2 separate regions of the Mus musculus genome follow, and region 1 is linked to region 2. A link is a contact called in public HiChIP or PLAC-seq data. All regions are on one chromosome and are shown on one strand. Each heading gives the region's core, a stretch centred on a gene start, on an enhancer-like site or on the middle of the called end of the contact. The rest is flanking DNA. Distances are from core to core; before and after follow the strand shown. Region 1 overlaps Gm39145 (a long non-coding RNA gene). Region 2 overlaps Nsd3 (nuclear receptor binding SET domain protein 3).

Region 1 (5,495 bases), core at 2,758-5,257, 420 kb after region 2:
AGAATTGGTCTTGTTGTGTAGCCCATGCTGGCTTCAGATTCATGCCACTTCTGCCTGTCTCACAAGTGCTGGCATTACAGGCTCCTGCCACCATACTCTGCTTATAATATTTTTCATTTGATATATTTTCTATAAGGAATAGGTATACATTTGTAATGCTTAAGTGGTATCTTTAATCATTACTTTCAAAAAGAATAGAAAGACCAAAAAGAACAGCAGTATTCTCGTTGTATATTGGTTGCCTCTTGCATCTCCATGGAAGCCCCCCTCTCCCAAAATCTAGCCTACCCAGATTGCTCCCCACATAAACTCCTATTGCAAATTGCAGTTATATTCACTTCGATGCAATCATCCTTACTGCAGAATTCAGTAACAAGATAATGTGTATGTGCATGTGTGCATGTGCATGTGTCTGTGTGTGTGTCTGTGTGTGTGTCTGTGTGTGTGTGCATGTGTGTATTACAGCTCCTACTCAAAAGAGTTTATGGTGTGGTGGGTGATAGAAAGTGGAAAGGCAGAAGCAATGTGTGCAGCTCAGTGTGTGCTTAGAATAAATAAGGCTGTGCGTTCCATCCCCAGCACCAAACAAACACAGAAGTACTAGGAGATACCATCAAACCAAGTGCCATAACTTTATACAAAGGTTCAGCTTTGAGGAAGGGATGATTTCATGCCCTGTTGTGATTTCAGCTTTGCCTGTTTAGACATCTTTCAAATTAGGCTACAACAGTGTAGCTGCACAGAACGGATAACCCCACCTTGCCTGCTTTAACATGTTACACTATGTCAGTTGCAGCCTAGATAGATGACAAACATTCCCAGTAATGGGGTTACTTCCCGCCCAGGCCAATGAGGGGGGCCAATGGGAAGAATTAGTTTATCTGGGACAGGAGAGTTTGCCTGGGGCATTCTCTTATCTTAGCATAGTGTGCCTGTTCCCACTATGTAAGTGTTCTCATTGTCTAATCCTCGTGTTTGGTTTCTAGACCCCCGGGATGGCTTATGAGAAATGAAGAAGCAACTCAAAGGCTGGATTAAAGATGCCTGTGTCCATTCAACGGCTCCTTCCTACAAGCTGGGTTCTTATGGGAACCCAGAGTACAGACAGCAACAGTGCTTCTAGAAGGTGAGTCTTCGCTTAGCTAGAAGCCTTAGGCCAGGTGTCTAGTCAACATCTGACTCTTTGCTCTGACTGCTAGAGCGCCACCTGTTGGAAAGCCTTGCTCCTGCAGCATCTCTAGCGGAGGGGGTCAGGCCAGAGCTGAGCTGATACATTGTAGCTTCCTAAAGAGCTGAGCTGATACCTTGTAGCTTCCCACCCGCAGACACCAGAGTCCTCTCCCACCTGTCCAGGAAAAAGCTGCCACTGTGTCCGGTTGAGAGCTTTCCCTGGGAACATCACCCAGCCGTTTCTATGCATAGGCTTGTTATGGCAGTCTAACCAGGAACAGAATCAAGTGGACCAGAGGAATCGACCTGGGAGAGGAAGCCACTTCGAATCATAATGGTCTATGTGTTGCATTCCCAGGTGTGCTTAGAACCTGTCCTAAAAATGTCTTTTTGTCCTTCCGACTTGAGAACTATTGCACTATCCTCCTGCATCCTTTGTTGTTGAAAGCTCCTGCCCAATCTGAGTTTCCTTGTGAAGAGAGACTCCACTAGACCTCTTTCTTGGGCGCACGCTGTTTCTCTATCTTCTCCCTAAGAATTCAAAAATCATTGTACCATTCCACCTGTTTCTTTATTTCCTCCCTCCCTCCTTACATTTTTGTAACTGAGGATGGAACCCAGGACCACAGCATGCTAAACCATGCTCTATCATGGTGTTGCACCCCCCCAGTCTCCTGCCTCCTTAGTTGTCTATGATGCTGACTTAGGTAAGACTCCATCCTAGGCAGGATGGACCGGGAGAAACCACACTGAGTCAACACTGGCTGATGACTGAGGATATAAAGTTTCTCAGAAGCTGGTGTGGCGACGTAGTAGGAGTCTCAGTACCCATACTACAAATCAGCCCTGAAAACAGCAGAAGCAGCCAAGTGCCAGGGCTGGAATGCTAGGCAACTGAGCTCTCTGCTCCCAGTGAGGCCTCTCAGGCCACTCTAGGACAATGCAAAAGATTGTCATGCGTTCTTTGCAACTTGGCTGAGATGGTTTTCACGCAGGCCTGTGGGCCATATTGTTCTTCCTCTCTTGGCAGATCTTTGGCACCCACTCTCCTCTCTGGCTGCCGGCAGGCCTCCCTGTAGCTGTGCTTTGGCCTGATTAATGGAGTCCAGCTTTCCCCCCAAGGTGCCTGGGCAGTGGGGGTTAAGTCATGCTAGAAGCCCTAATTGCCTGGTCACTTTTATTTTGGGAGGGGTGTGTGTGTGTGTAGACTTCCTGTTTACGGCGCTTTCCTACACAAAGCAAGGCAGACACATGATGTTTTAAGAGTTTCTTCATTCAAGGAGAGCCAAGAAACAAAACCGGAGTCTGCTAAGAAAACAATAGAGGCCGTGGCTACAGAGCATTCTGGCTCTGGGAAACGACTGGGTCCCCTTTGCGGGGGTGGCTGCCACCACTCTGCTGTACGTGATGACTGCCAGTTATTAAGCCTGTCTGGCTGAGGGGGAAGCCAATGAAGAAAACAACAATAAAAGGGAGATAAATGGCTCCTGAGAAATAGGAACTATGCAGGCTGGGGGGGGTGGAGTGGGGGGTGGAGCCCCTGCACTGGTTTAGAGTTTATAGCCAGGAGGATAAACACCACATAATTCTCAAACGATCACCATTTGGAGATGATAAAACAAATAAGAGAAAAAAAAATTCCCTGGAAGAAAAGTTTACAGGACAGAAATCGTGATATCCTGTGTAGAACATTCACGAATTCTGTCTTGGGTCTGGGGTATGCTCAGAAATAGCCTTCCAGCTTGGTTTCCGAGTTTTTGAGGGCCACAAGAGTCTCCCTTACATCACTGGACGACGGATCTCCACCCATCCTAGCGTTGAAGGAGAGGCGGGGTGAGCCCTGGCACGTCCTTGTCGGGGTGCAGGGCGAGGCTGCTGTGCTCCTCCGAAAAGGATCCCCTCCTCATCTAAGTCCAAAACGCCGACCGCGCAGAGGCTGAAAAGGTCTCAACTTCCTGAAAGATGCTAAAGCAAAGAGTCCTCAACTGTCCAGAAACACGGAACTTATGGGATCTACGGAACTGGTATCCCAATCTTGATGTGGCTGGAATGTCCCCGGTGCTTTTGAAACCCTGTGCTTGGGCCAGAGGTCACTCCCGTCCTCTGAATCCATTTGCCAACAGCTTAGACGCAGGCAGCCGGCGCCCTCTTGAGGAAGAAATGCGTGCCTGTCCAGCGGGCTGGAATGCTAAGGCGGTCGCTAGGTCCTGTGGGCCTCCTCTGCACCCCAGCACGCCTAAGGGGAAAACCCAGGCTTTTCTTGGAAGAGTCTGTTTTCAGTTCCAGCTGGTCTACTGGCTCCCAGTGACTAATGAGGCACCTCTGCATCAGTGGTCCTCGGGACCTCTCGAGGGAGTAGGCAGTGAGCAAGCACAAAGGCCTGGGTCATTTGCAGCCCTGAAATGTTATGGTCACGAGTGTCTGATCATTGCCAAAAGGCTCCTAACACCCTGTGAATATGGCAGAAAGTGTGGCGGGTAAAGAAAGGTAGGAGCGAGCGGTGCATAATACACACTGGCACGTCTACAGTAGCTCCTGCCTGTGGTCCTGACACCTCGTGCTGGGAGCCAGAAGGGTCTCTAGTTTGAGATCCTGCTTCAAAACAAACCCTAATGAGATACAGGGTGGGCTGACTGTTTTAAACCACACAGAAAGCCACAGGATACAGACAATTGGGGGTGGGGAGGTGGGCATCATTCTCAGGTGTTCTGAGTAGGCTCGGAAGGTCTGGCAGCAAAGAAGTCCTTGGCGAGAGGAGAGGCTGACCTTACTGAGTTACCTTTGGCCAAGGCCATAGAGGCCACACCCTGGGCCGTGGGATTCGGAGGCTCACAGGCATCGGTGTTTACTCATCTTGTTCAGACTCCAGGCAGATGCTTCTCTACCACCTCATCCGCATGCGTCACTGTTGTGGGTTGTGGTCTGCCAAAGTTGAGACAAACACAGGGTCACATGGCTGACGCGCTTGGGTAAGAGGACAAACAGATTAATGCACCCAGGGCTCCTTCTCAGATAACATCTATGCAGTGGGCTGAACAAAGGGTGATGTCCTGGAGTTCTGGCCATCCTCCCTGTTCACGCTCCGCAGATGCCCAGGGGTTAAAGGAGTATCTGCAGCCACGTACACAGAATGAGGAACGTTTTGAAACAATTTGTAACCGGTCGAATACTTGAAACACGTCAATCCTTTATCTTCTCGGCCATCTGGAACTGGGTAATGGTGGTCTATGCAGACGTTTGGTCCAGGCACTGGGGAGGCAGAGGCAAGATGTCTGAGCTTGAGGCTAGCCTGGTCTACAAAGTAGGTTCCAGTACTACACAGAGAAACTCTGTCTCGAAAAACTAAAACCAAAACTAAAGCCAAACCAAAACCAACCAAACAACCAAACAGCCCCCCAAGAGCCAGATGGTTACAGAACACTAAAGCTGAGGACATTAAGGGATGTAGCTTAAATTAGTATATATGTAGCATAAATGAGGCCCAGGTTCAATTCTTAGGAAAAACAAACAAGCAAACAACAAAAACACAAAAGAACTGTTTTATAGGGCTGGAGAGATGGCTCAGAGGTTAAGAGCACTCACTGACTGCTGCTCTTCCAAAGTCCAGAGTTCAATTCCCAGCAACCACATGGTGGCTCACAACCATCTGTAATGTAATCCAATGCACTCGTCTGGTGTGTCTGAAGACAGCTACAGTATACTCATATAAATAAAATAAATAAATCCCCTTTTTTAAAAAAGGAACTGTTTTATATAATTTAGTTGAATCCTCAAGTTTTAAAATATAATTTAGTTGAATTTTCAAATTGTTTTTTCAAATAATCATTATAAAAATTCACACCACACATTGAATATGAATTTATGTAATTATAAATAATTTTGAAAGGGATTCGGATTGGTTTGTAGAGTGCTGAGAGGGCCTGGCTTTGCTGATGCACCACTTGAATCTGGAGGCAGCCCATGAAGAGTCTAAATGTTGGTCTGGAGAGGACTGGCTGCTCCTGCAGAGGACCTGGGTCCAGCACCCAGCACCCAGCACCCAGCACCCAGCACCCATATGGTGGCCAACTCTCTATAACTCCAGATCTAAAAGCTTTGATGTCCTCTTCTAGCCCCTGTGGTCATCAGGTGCACATGTTGTACACAGGATTACATGTAGACAAAACACATATATCTATAAAATTAAAATAAATAAAGATTTTTTAATCACAAAAAATAAATAATATTGAACACTTGAATAAAGTAACTTCTTTTGAAAACATACATAAAAACCATTTTAACTTCTAATTTACAGTTGTTATATTTTAAGTAATAATATGCTTAAG
Region 2 (5,337 bases), core at 2,483-4,982:
ACTAGACTTTATTCAAATGGGAAACAAAGACACTGAATTATGTCCCGAGTGATGGATTAAAATAGGAAATGAATGAAATAGCTAGTTGTTAAGACTTCAGCAGCTAGAAACGAAGTTTTTGAGTAAAAAAACAAAAAACAAAAAACAAACAAACAAAAAAAAAACCAGAAAAACCCAACCTGTGCTCCTTTAGAATATGAGCTACAGGGGATCTGGTATTGGCTAGCTAAAATATCACAAGAGATACAGAACCTCGTTAGCCCATGTAGATTTAAAATAGGCTTTCAAACAAATAGCTTTCTTTTGTTCTTTACAGCTAGGAAAAAGTAACAATCATTTTTATTTTAATCCACTACCACAATAAACTAAATCTCTTTATAATAACGTCAGACAAGAATGAAAATAATTAAGGTGATGGGAACTTATTTTCTCCTTCTAATACCAAGGTGGAACACAGATTCTCACAACGGTAGCTCCAGCGTCACTCCTTCCCAGTGCAGAGGCCGTCAAGCAGGCAGTACAGCAGTGGCCTGTAACTGTTACAGCAGTGGTCTGTAACTACAGCAGTGGTCTGTAACTACAGCAGTGGCCTGTAACTGTTACAGCAGTGGCCTGTAACTGTTACAGCAGTGGCCTGTAACTGTTACAGCAGTGGTCTGTAACTACAGCAGTGGCCTTTAACTGTTACAGCAGTGGCCTGTAACTGCTCCATCTCCACTGGTCCCTTTCTCCTAGTCATGACCTACGTTTTCAAAACCACACCAACCAAAAATAAACTTGCATTTCAAGATGAAGAATTTTCCTCCACCTTTTCTTGGAGATGGAATTTCACTATGTAGCTCACACCTTCCACCAGTGATCCTCTTGCCTGTCTCCCAAGTGCTGGGACTGCAGACAGGCACCACCATGCCCAGCTCTCCTTTTTGTATTGACCAAAGAAATACATAACTACTAGAGACTATGATCCAAAAGCAAAGAAAGTATTAGCATGTTGAACAGTTAAAGTTATAGCCAAATATAAACTCATATAGCTCTATATTGTATGAAGGTGTAATTCTCTTAATTTCCAAAAATGCTTAGAATTTTTTCTTTCTTTTGTTTTTGTTTTGTTTTTTTTCTGACTCAGTTTTGAGAAGCACTGCTTTATAGCACAAAACCCCGTAATTGTCAGTGCAGAATGAAGTACTATGTGCAAGCTTGTCCTTTCGGGTTTCTAGTAAGCCCTCTCTTTGAAACCAAAACAGGTGCAACAAACAGTAACGCTTCGAATGCCGACAAATCAAAATGAGCGGGTAGGGGACAGGGGTCTCTCGTACAAGCACAAGTAAGAAAGCTCACCACTGAAGACAAAGGACACTTCCCCTGACTAGTCCGTTCTACAACCAACAAGAGATTTAAAGTCTCACAGGCAAAAGATTCAGCGCCTTCTATATAACTTGACCAAATCGCATGCTCTAACCTTTTAAAGATTTCCAGAAATCTTGTCTTCTTGCACCTTCAAACCTCAACTGTTACATGAAAAGGAAACCTAAACCCCCCACGATGGACCAGAGAACTGTATTTCCTCTGCCAGCCTTCACATTAGCAGTTCCCCTTGACTACAGGTTATCAGTGGGATTAACTGGTTCAATTTTCCAGCTGCTTGGATGTTTTAAGGGTTTTGTTTTGTTTCAAGACAGTGTTTCTTTGTGTTCCCCTGGCTATCCTGGAACTAGCCCTGTAGACCAGGCTAGCCTCCAACTCAGAGATCCTCTTGCCTCTGCCTTGGGAGTGCTGGAATTAAAGGTGTGCGCGGCCACCGCCAGGCTCTGCATAGGGTTTTTAAGTCCACTGGAACCCACTGATCAAGAGGCAGGCCTGTCTTGCAGACAGCCTTAGAGGATATGTTATTATTAACACCACTGTGGAAGTTGGGAAGGTCATGTTTAGTGTTAATGTAAATGGTTGTAAATGTTCAGTCTTATTTCAGAGGAAATACAGAGCCAGAATCAGTGAAATCTGTCATGACAGAAATGTTCAAAATATAGAAAGATAAAGAAGAAAATGAAACATGAATGGTCTACCTTGTGCTATGCAAAAACAAAACAAAACAAAACAAAAAAAAACCAAACCAACAAACCAGAAAAAAAAAAATCAAACTGTTTTCCAGATACAAGAGAGGAAATATATCATTCAAGCTAAGTAGAGGTTTCAAAATAGTTCCAGTTGATGTCAATGTTAATGCTGGAAACAAAACAACAGCTGAGTTAATCTAATTTTATAAATGTACTAACAGACTAATTCTATCTTGTTGAGGAGTAATGCAGGCCCCTGCCCACCTTAAGGAAGCTTAGGACATCACTAATAAGGCACTGGAGGCTGACCTGAGCAGAAAGCATACAACCCAACCGCAGGCCAGTCTCTCAGGACTCCTGGTGGCTCTAGTCACCTTGCCAGATAGCGCTTCTATTAGTTGCTACTTGGGCCAACAAGAGCAAGGACAGATCAAAGAGGCCGCACAGATAACAAATACTAATAAAAACCTATTTTTTGATATGCATACATGGTACATTAGGAATGAACGGTGATTTTTTTTTTCTTTATCAGTTCTGAACTTGGACTATAATAAGAATATATTGAGCAAAAGGTCTATCCATACCTTCTAAGCTCACTGACGCTTCCTCTGAGATAATAATCCCCCAAATCAAACATGAAGCCACTTTCCCCTTATTGCAAGCAGGCTATGGCAAGTTAAGCACGGCTAAGAGTTTTCTTTCAGGAATGACACTGCTTGAGAGAATGTGAACATAAATTTAGCTCATTTCTTTATGAATAAACTATTCATCAGTCCTCTGGCTGGGCTACCTTTCACCCTCCAGTATTTGGGGTAGCCCTGAACCCCAGCTTCCCTCCTACGGGAAGGGCATTTGTTTTCATTGCATCTTAACTAAATATTTAAGAAATAAAATCATAGAAGATGTTCTAGAAACAATCTTTTCCAGTATCTGCTTGTCATTCTTTTTTAAGTGGCCTTTCTGGTTGCTTAGCTTACGAGGAGAAAAAAACTGTATCGTGGCTATTCTAGTTTAACATGAATGACAGTTCTACCTCAAACAAATGAGGAAGTCTTTTATGTTATATAAAATTCTAGTCTTTGTATTTTAAAAACCTTGTATTTTAAAACACTAATAAAAACCTATTTTTTGATATGCATACATGGTATATTAGGAATGAACCGTGATTGTTACATCTTTGAATGCTGAGAATTGATTCAGGGAGAAAAATAAAAATCTGTGATGATAGAATTGTTTTAAGCCTTTTTAGTAATTCCATAGCCATATGAAGACAGAGTCATAACCACAAAGGCAGGACCTACCAAAAGCAACAGGCAGTGCTTGGCAGGCATACCCCCTACCCCCCTCCACTTAAAGAGAGAAACGGAAAATGCAGAGATTAAACACGAGATAAACTATTTAGTCACGATTACCTTTCTCACATCTCTTTTTGGAAGCTGACGAAGAAGGAATCATAGGTAATTTCATCAACTCAGCACGGTTTGATTCACTCAGTAGGTAGTGGGATTTATAGGCATAGGAACTGAACATGGGGTCTGAATGGTCCTGAACTATCAGCCCTATATGAAACAAACAGAAAGAGATGAGCTGCCATGAAACTACCCATGATTCCATGAGGGGAAAACTCAGCACCTCTATGTGACCACGCCTTACAGTTGGCAATGGGAGTGAGGCAGCCCTACTTCCCTGACTTCCCCCAGGGAGTGCAAACCAGTTTAGATCTCTTTATGCTGTCACAGGAAGTGCTTACCACCTTAAATGTTCTAAAAAGCTACTATGACCCGCCTACATATCCATCTGTCCTATTTGGAAGGAAACACAAGATTCACTGTAGCACTGGCCCCAATACCTCCAGGTACATCCACAATGCACAATCCACTGTCTGCCCAGGGCGCTGCTGTTTTAGTGTTAATTACTCCATTGGTTATTAGTCTGTAAGTCACGACAGTGTCACACAGGGACCACTCTGAGAAGGAAGAGTTGTGGTTTGGGAGGATCACCGCTCACTTTTCCTTTGGGTGCAATCTGCATTTGATGCTGCTCTGCACTGAGATGGGGTCAAGAAATGTCTAAACTAGACTGGGCATGGTGATGCACACCTTTAGTCCCAGTTCTTGGGAGGCAGAGGCAGGTGAATCCAAGCAAGTCCAGTACATCCAGGGCTCTGTTACACAGAGAAACCCTGTCTTGAAAAACAAATAGGAAGGAAGGAAGGAAGGAAGGAAGGAAGGAAGGAAGGAAGGAAGGGGAAGAAGGGGAAGAAGGGGAAGGGGAAGAAGGGGAGGAAGGGGAAGGAGGGGAAGAGAAGGAAGGGGAGGGGGGCGGAAGGGGGAGGGGGAAGGGGAGGGGAAGGGGGAGAGGAGGAGGGGGAAGGGGAGGGGAAGGGTGAGAGGAGGAGGGGGAAGGGGAGGGGAAGGGGGAGAGGAGGAGGGGGAAGGGGAGGGGAGAGGAGGAGGGGGGAAGGGGAAGGATGGAAAGAAGGGAAGAAGGAAAGAAGGAAGAAGGAAAGAAGGAAGGATGGAAGGACAGATGGACAGATGATAGGTCTGAACAAAGTGACAGAATGGAATTCAACACTGCCACTCACACAGGAATCTTGTTAAGAAAAGTTATGTAATGTCAAAATATTTTATTCATTTAGTAAAAAGAGGTGGTATTTAAAAAATGAATGAATGAAAAGAGATTTTTAAAATGAGAAAAGTCTGGCGCAGAAATTGTTGAAGTGGCCAACCAATGACTGGTCCAACTTGAGACCCACGCCAAGAGAGGGAGGCCATGATGGACACTGCCTGGAGGACCAGGAGCCAGAGGCTGGGCAGCCTGGAGACCTAGAACAAGAAAAACAAGTCCTAGAATAATTGTCATCAGAGAGGCTTCGTCCAACAACTGATGGGAGCAGATGTAGAGACCCAGAGCCAGACGCTAAGTGCAGCTCAGGGAACCCCATGGAAGATGGGGAAGGCTGAGTGTAGGCGCCAGAGAGGTCAAGGACATCACAAGAAAACTATCCACTGAATCAACTACCAGGGCTCCCAGGGACTCCCAGACACTAAACTGACAATTACGCACGCATGCCTGTATGTATGTATGTATGTATGTATGTATGTATGTATGTTACAGTTGTATAGCTTGGTCTTCTTGTAGGACTCCTAACAGTGACCCTTTGCCTACTTTTGGGACCCTTGTCCTCCTACTGTGTCGCTTCGTGCAGCCTTAATATGAGGGGAGGTACCTAGTCTTACTGCAACTTGATATGTCATGTGTGGTTGATATCCCTGAGAGG

The links. HiChIP or PLAC-seq counts read pairs in DNA pulled down with a chosen protein or histone mark.
Region 1: an H3K27ac HiChIP or PLAC-seq map of double positive thymocytes shows a contact between it and region 2, with 6 times the contacts expected there. The contact joins two enhancer-like sites. A contact is called at or near these places in 3 of 15 datasets of contacts at CTCF or cohesin (the NIH/3T3 cell line, embryonic stem cells and large pre-B cells), 17 of 484 Hi-C or Micro-C datasets (the 3T3-L1 cell line, 3T3-L1-derived adipocytes, the C2C12 cell line and 9 more), 20 of 115 datasets of contacts at active chromatin or transcription factors (CD8 T cells, the NIH/3T3 cell line, T-cell acute lymphoblastic leukemia and 14 more) and 2 of 9 other capture datasets (adipose tissue and embryonic stem cells).

Annotation. Positions count from the first base shown.
Region 1 is chr8:25,273,038-25,278,532 of GRCm38.p6, reverse strand. Gm39145 (a long non-coding RNA gene) reads right to left here. Exons shown (of 3, transcript XR_001778746.1): 2 at 3,950-4,092. Among named protein-coding and RNA genes, the nearest start is that of Gm39145, 4.7 kb to the right of the region's middle. Within about 2 kb of position 4,007, at least 233 of the 459 cell types and tissues checked have an H3K27ac peak or open chromatin away from gene starts, as enhancers often do. A contact at or near this core is called in T-cell acute lymphoblastic leukemia and double positive thymocytes, where this site is marked.
Region 2 is chr8:25,689,291-25,694,627 of GRCm38.p6, reverse strand. Nsd3 (nuclear receptor binding SET domain protein 3) reads right to left here. Exons shown (of 23, transcript NM_001081269.2): 14 at 3,467-3,613. Among named protein-coding and RNA genes, the nearest start is that of Plpp5, 28 kb to the left of the region's middle. Within about 2 kb of position 3,732, at least 13 of the 459 cell types and tissues checked have an H3K27ac peak or open chromatin away from gene starts, as enhancers often do. A contact at or near this core is called in T-cell acute lymphoblastic leukemia and double positive thymocytes, where this site is marked.